Regions from separate parts of the Gossypium hirsutum genome. Here region 1 is linked to region 2. The links are chromatin contacts, called in public Hi-C maps. All regions are on one chromosome and are shown on one strand. The core of a region is the stretch at or near the end of the contact, and the rest is flanking DNA. Distances in the headings are between cores, read along the strand shown.

The links. A called contact is a pair of places that touch in the nucleus more often than the background predicts.
Region 1: a contact with region 2 is called in a Hi-C map of seedling, with 2.0 times the contacts expected there. The contact joins the promoter of LOC107947796 here to the promoter of LOC107933680 in region 2. A contact is called at or near these places in 7 of 34 Hi-C or Micro-C datasets (callus, leaf and seedling).

The regions. Positions count from the first base shown.
Region 1 is chrA04:69,054,105-69,057,079 of Gossypium_hirsutum_v2.1, reverse strand. LOC107947796 (protein IQ-DOMAIN 1) reads right to left here and starts at 1,478. Exons shown (of 5, transcript XM_016882318.2): 1 at 1,385-1,478; 2 at 1,048-1,334; 3 at 361-582; 4 at 1-43. The coding sequence starts at 1,478.
Region 2 is chrA04:68,846,516-68,849,397 of Gossypium_hirsutum_v2.1, reverse strand. It overlaps LOC107933680 (elongation factor 1-alpha-like), which reads right to left and starts at 1,388. Exons shown (of 2, transcript NM_001327370.1): 1 at 927-1,388; 2 at 1-837. The coding sequence starts at 1,388. It overlaps LOC107948330 (lipid phosphate phosphatase gamma), which reads left to right and starts at 2,578. Exons shown (of 2, transcript XM_041111091.1): 1 at 2,578-2,882. The coding sequence starts at 2,578.

The sequences.
Region 1 (2,975 bases), core at 229-2,728, 210 kb before region 2:
TTTGTTCCTTTGACCGCACACTGTCATCCCAATCTTCACCCATCTGTTTAGAACATCAAAATCCATGCTAAGAAAGAGAGATGCAACTAATAGATCAACAAAATCTATACAATACACAGTAATTTCTGAGCTTGACTGCAGTGACGGAAGTCACTTAAGAATCCTCTGTATGGTATATATAATAGCTTAATCTACCATCTTAATTTGTTTGTAATACAAAGATAATTTAATTATAAGATATTGTCTGAGAAACTAGAGCGTAGAGGAAAAAATCGAACCCACTTCGCAGCAGTCCACTCACGTATCACATTCAAGCAAGTAAAACATGCTGATATATATATGAAAAAAAGGGGGATTTACTTGCAAGTTCACAATCTCTTTTGCAAGTTTCTGCAAGAGTTGTCTCTGAAGAGCCTGGTTTTCTTCCATCATCCTGGTTCTACGAGCATGAATCTGACACTGCATACGAGAAAGAGTTTGCATGCACCGAAGGGAACCCGATGCTTGCCGTCTGGCCGCAATCCCTTCCATCAGTGATTTCAACCTAGCCAGTCCTCTTAAAGCACGCAATGCCCTTTTTGCCTGAAAATAAAGAAATCATGATCAGCAAATCCTCTACATAAATCTTAGTCATGCTGCAAAATAGATATGTTAGAGACAATGCCTCAAACAGTAGATCATTTAATTTGACCCAGGACTTGGGAACAGATATCATAATGTAACAAATTATATATCATGATATTACTATTTCTTTTCTTCTTCTCTACTAAACTTTTACAAAGAAACAGTATGCTTAACAGCTATAATTTGCAAGCTTTTGATCCAGGAAAGTTTCTTCTAGATTATAAATCATAAGTAAACTTACACGTTCATTTTATTGCATTAAAAAAAAAAGGAAACAGTTTTATGAAGATATTTATAGAATGTTCCCTGCAAGATGCATAAGATTAAACAAAAATAGGCTGAACTAGATTGAAAATCATTTCAGATATGAAATGATTAAGCAAACAACTTCAGGAGGAGAAAGTAAAAAATTGCAGCACATACAAGGTAAGCTCGGAAAGCTGCTTGAATTTTGATTGCCGCCACTTCCTCCTTAGATTTTCCGGCAAACCTAGCATCTGTATTAAGTTGATGTCGAATGGCCTGCAGAGCAACCAGAGCTTGAACCGCAGCAGAATTGGCAACTGCCACAGGGTAAGTCTGCTTGCTTTGCTCAACTTCAGGTTCAATTAATTTCACCTCTTCAGGCTGAGGAAGTGGGGATAACTTGGCTGCATCAGAACCAGTGGGATCCAGATGCACCTTCTTCTCCAAAAAAGTTCTTTTGATTTCTGAGAAACATAGTAATCAAGAATACTAAAAACTGAGCTAACCATGAAACTGCAGATGATTTTTAGCTGAACGAGACTTATCCTAACCTGGTTTTCTTTCCCTTGGACTCTGAGAAGAAGGCTTTCTTTAGAGAGGACAACCATTTCCCTTTCTTTCCCATCTTAGGAGGCAAAATAATGGGGCAACAGTAGATATTAGGAATAAAAATTGAGTTTTTGTTGGTGCAAGAGGCAGCAACAAAAGAGAGAACAAGAGCACAGAACATGAAGCAAGGTGCAAGAAGCATTTTTACTTGCTCACAAATGTGCAGCAAGGGAGCTAAAGGCTGATAGCTCATTCAGCTCATTCATTCAACTAGAAAAAACATACATTTATAGTCAAATACATCACCAAATAGTCAACTAACCCCACTAATCAGCATTGGGACTATTAAAACATTGCTTGTACACATAAACAAGCCACCTAAACTAGTCATTCAACACCTAATGCATCAAGTTGTCATCAACTTGTCCATTTTAAACTAGATTAATTAGAATGAAACTAAAGAGAAACCTTGCTGTTACAGCAAGCATATGTGCTGCAGCATGTCATCAAGCTGCATGCACTTCAACCACAAAATGTAACAGCAGCATGGTTGGCCAATTTCCAATAGTTTTAAACAAAGAAGAACCTCTATGGAAGGAATAAAAGTTTTCTTCAGAAAGAAAAAGGATCCATGATCTATCTATTAGCAGAATCTGAAAGAGTTTTAACTTATCTATCTTCAATTCAACTAATGAGGCAAAACTCCAATATGTCCCAGTGTATTTAACAAATTGAGGAACAGCCCAGATTTGGTGGCACAATTAATGACACCAAGCAACAAAAAATTCAAACAAAAGGAAGTTAAAAATGCATATTTTAAAATCGGGGTCCATGAAGCAAAAAGTACCTGAGAATGCAATGCCCGGATCTCAAAGAACTTGAAGACGTCTCTTTCCCTTCTTTTCAGAAAACAATAAAAAAGATTGAAAGGGTTCACAGCTCTGTTAACTGCTGGCCTAATGCCTATCTTGAGAAAAAATTTTTAGAGATTATGAAGAAGAAACAGCTGTTAACTTCTTCTTTTTTATTTTTTACTTCTTTCTCTGATTGGTTGAAAATAATTCCCAAAATTTGGTAACTATGTATATACATTAACGAAAACACTTAAAAACAATGCAAAGCACTCTCATCTTTTGTCGTTTCCAAATTTTAATGTCACTTCAGTTCAGTAGATCTGCGAAAACTGAAACTTTTTAACTGTAAAATTCCCAACATGTCTGACAGTGAAACTTAGCAAATATATTTTTTATTACTTCCCAAATAAAAAACAAAAGCACCAATTGATTGATTGTTAAATTTTTGTATTTGAAAATAGTAGTTATTTATTGGTAAAATAAGTTTTATAGGCAGATTTTTATTTTTAATTAGGGTTCTAGGTCGGTTTTAAAATTAATTTGGGATATAAAATTGGAAAACTTGTTCAGTTAGATGTATTTTTTAATTAAGAGTTAGATTCCAATGCCTTTTTAAACGTTGTCGCCAATGGTAAAAAAAATTAATACGCAACAGTAACTTCTATTTTACTCTATAAATACTCTTCAAATTTTATTTTTTCA
Region 2 (2,882 bases), core at 139-2,638:
ATCCTTCTTCTCAACGCTCTTGATGACACCAACAGCCACAGTCTGACGCATGTCCCTGACAGCAAACCGTCCAAGGGGTGGGTACTCAGAGAAAGTCTCCACAACCATAGGCTTGGTGGGAACCATCTTTATCATCCCTGCATCACCATTCTTCAAGAACTTGGGCTCCTTCTCAAGCTCCTTTCCAGATCGCCTGTCGATCTTGGTCAGCAATTCAGAAAACTTCACAGCAATGTGGGAGGTATGGCAGTCAAGGACTGGGGCATATCCGTTTCCAATCTGCCCAGGGTGGTTCATGATGATGACCTGAGAGGTGAAGCTGGCAGCCTCCTTTGCAGGATCATCCTTAGAGTTTGAAGCAACGAAACCACGCTTGAGATCCTTAACAGCAACGTTCTTGACGTTGAATCCAACATTGTCACCGGGGAGAGCCTCAGAGAGGGCTTCATGGTGCATCTCAACAGACTTAACTTCAGTGGTCAGACCAGAGGGGCCAAAGGTCACAACCATTCCAGGCTTAAGGACACCAGTCTCAACACGACCAACAGGGACAGTTCCAATGCCACCAATCTTGTAGACATCCTGAAGTGGGAGCCGAAGTGGCTTGTCTGAAGGCCTCTTGGGCTCATTGATCTGGTCAAGAGCCTCAAGGAGAGTGGGACCCTTGTACCAGTCAAGGTTGGTAGACCTCTCAATCATGTTATCACCCTCAAATCCAGAGATTGGGACAAATGGGATCTTGTCAGGGTTGTAACCAACTTTCTTAAGATATGAGGAGACTTCCTTCACAATTTCATCATACCTTGCCTTGGAGTATTTTGGAGTTGTTGCATCCATCTGTACAAGATGATAATTGAAATTCAATTATTAATAAAAAGAACATCAATACAATCTAACAATAAACTCCAACACGTTCTAAACCTTACCTTGTTGCAGCAGCAAATCATCTGCTTGACACCAAGGGTAAACGCAAGCAAAGCATGCTCACGTGTCTGACCATCCTTTGAGATACCAGCTTCGAAACCACCAGTGGTCGAGTCGATAATGAGAACAGCACAGTCAGCCTGTGAGGTACCAGTAATCATGTTCTTGATGAAGTCACGGTGTCCAGGGGCATCAATGACAGTGCAGTAGTATTTGGTAGTTTCAAACTTCCAGAGGGCAATATCGATGGTAATACCACGTTCACGTTCGGCCTTAAGCTTGTCAAGCACCCATGCATACTTAAATGACCTTTTGTTCATCTCAGCAGCCTCCTTCTCAAACCTCTCAATCACACGCTTGTCAATACCACCAAGCTTGTAGATCAAATGACCAGTGGTTGTAGACTTCCCAGAGTCGACATGGCCGATGACCACAATGTTGATGTGAACCTTCTCCTTACCCATTACAGAACTCGAGAGAGCTAAAAATCAAGAAGAAACATATTCATAAAATAAGCTCAATACATAATTCCAAGTCAAAATCACACAAGAAGACCAACATCTTGTGAACAATAAACAATGAATCCGAGACCCACTTTTATTGTTTATGAAGAATAGTTCAAGTCAATTTCGAAAAAGAAAATCAAGCCACATTTAAATTCAACAGATCCAACATTGACAAAACGTGGCCGCTGGGATTCGAGCCCAGTTCCTCCATAGATATGGAGTTCATTCCAATGAACTACAGCCACTAGATCTTAACTTATCCTTTCCCATGAAGTTCCCATGAAGCCAGTCAAACATGGCCATCGAAGACAAACGAGCCTAAGAAAATAATCCCCGACAATTTTAAATATTTTCGTTAAAAAATTTCCCTTAGGCAGCATTTGCTTCAATAAACCAGTTATCACAGGAATTATTTGCTCAGAAAAATAAATTTCAGAGTTCAAAACGTACATGCATGAATGAAATCTAAAAACACAACCAAAAAAACAAAGAATCAGATCCGAAACTACACGCAAAAAAATTAATCGTATGAGAACTATTTCAGCAAATCAGATATAATATTTCAGCTACCAACAAATCAGACCACGTTTTTCTTCGAATCAAAGCAATAACATTTGAGAGATAATTATAAGTTGTAAATGGGTTACTACCTGTGAGCTAAAAGGGGAGTCTTTTGAGATTGGCTTGACCAGAAGCAGGATGAGAGAGCGTTGAGTGAGAGCAAGAGAAGGCGAGAGCAACAGGCTGCTTTAACTTAAGTAGCCAGCGACACTCTCAGCTTTGGCTCAACTAGGGTTTCTTTCTCATCCGTCGGATTGCAGTTAATCCAACGGCTCACGACAGACATCTCAGACTAGACGTTAATTTGACGTTCTCTTCATGTTGGAAAACCAATAATACCCCTAACCTTTTGAGAAAAAAACAAGATGGGATCTTTCAACGTGTGTGTTCCTTTATTCCCACGTGTATTGTTTCTTCGTCGGTGTATGCGTCTATCAACGGCTCACTCACACCTTTTTCATTACCGGCAGTTTCTCGAGGAACAAACACTGAACTGAAACAACAGTTAAAACCCAATCCTCCCAAACTACATCCCACCTGAAACTGACCTTATTTTTAGTTTCTCCGATTGACTTGAATTTTCACCATGAGAGCTGATCATCCATTAAAAGCCGTGACTTTAACCCATGTCAGGTATCAAAGACGTGATCAACTCGGCCATTTCTTAGCCTGGGTTTCGTTAGTCCCTGTTTTCATTTCCCTTGGTGGCTTTGTTTCTCATTTCTACTTCCGTAGAGAGCTTCAAGGAATGTTCTTTGGATTAGGGCTTTTAATATCTCACTTCATTAATGAACTGATCAAGAAATCCGTTCAACAAGCCAGGCCTGAAACCTGTGCGCTATTAGAAATGTGTGATTCTCATGGTTGGCCTTCAAGTCACTGTCAATACAT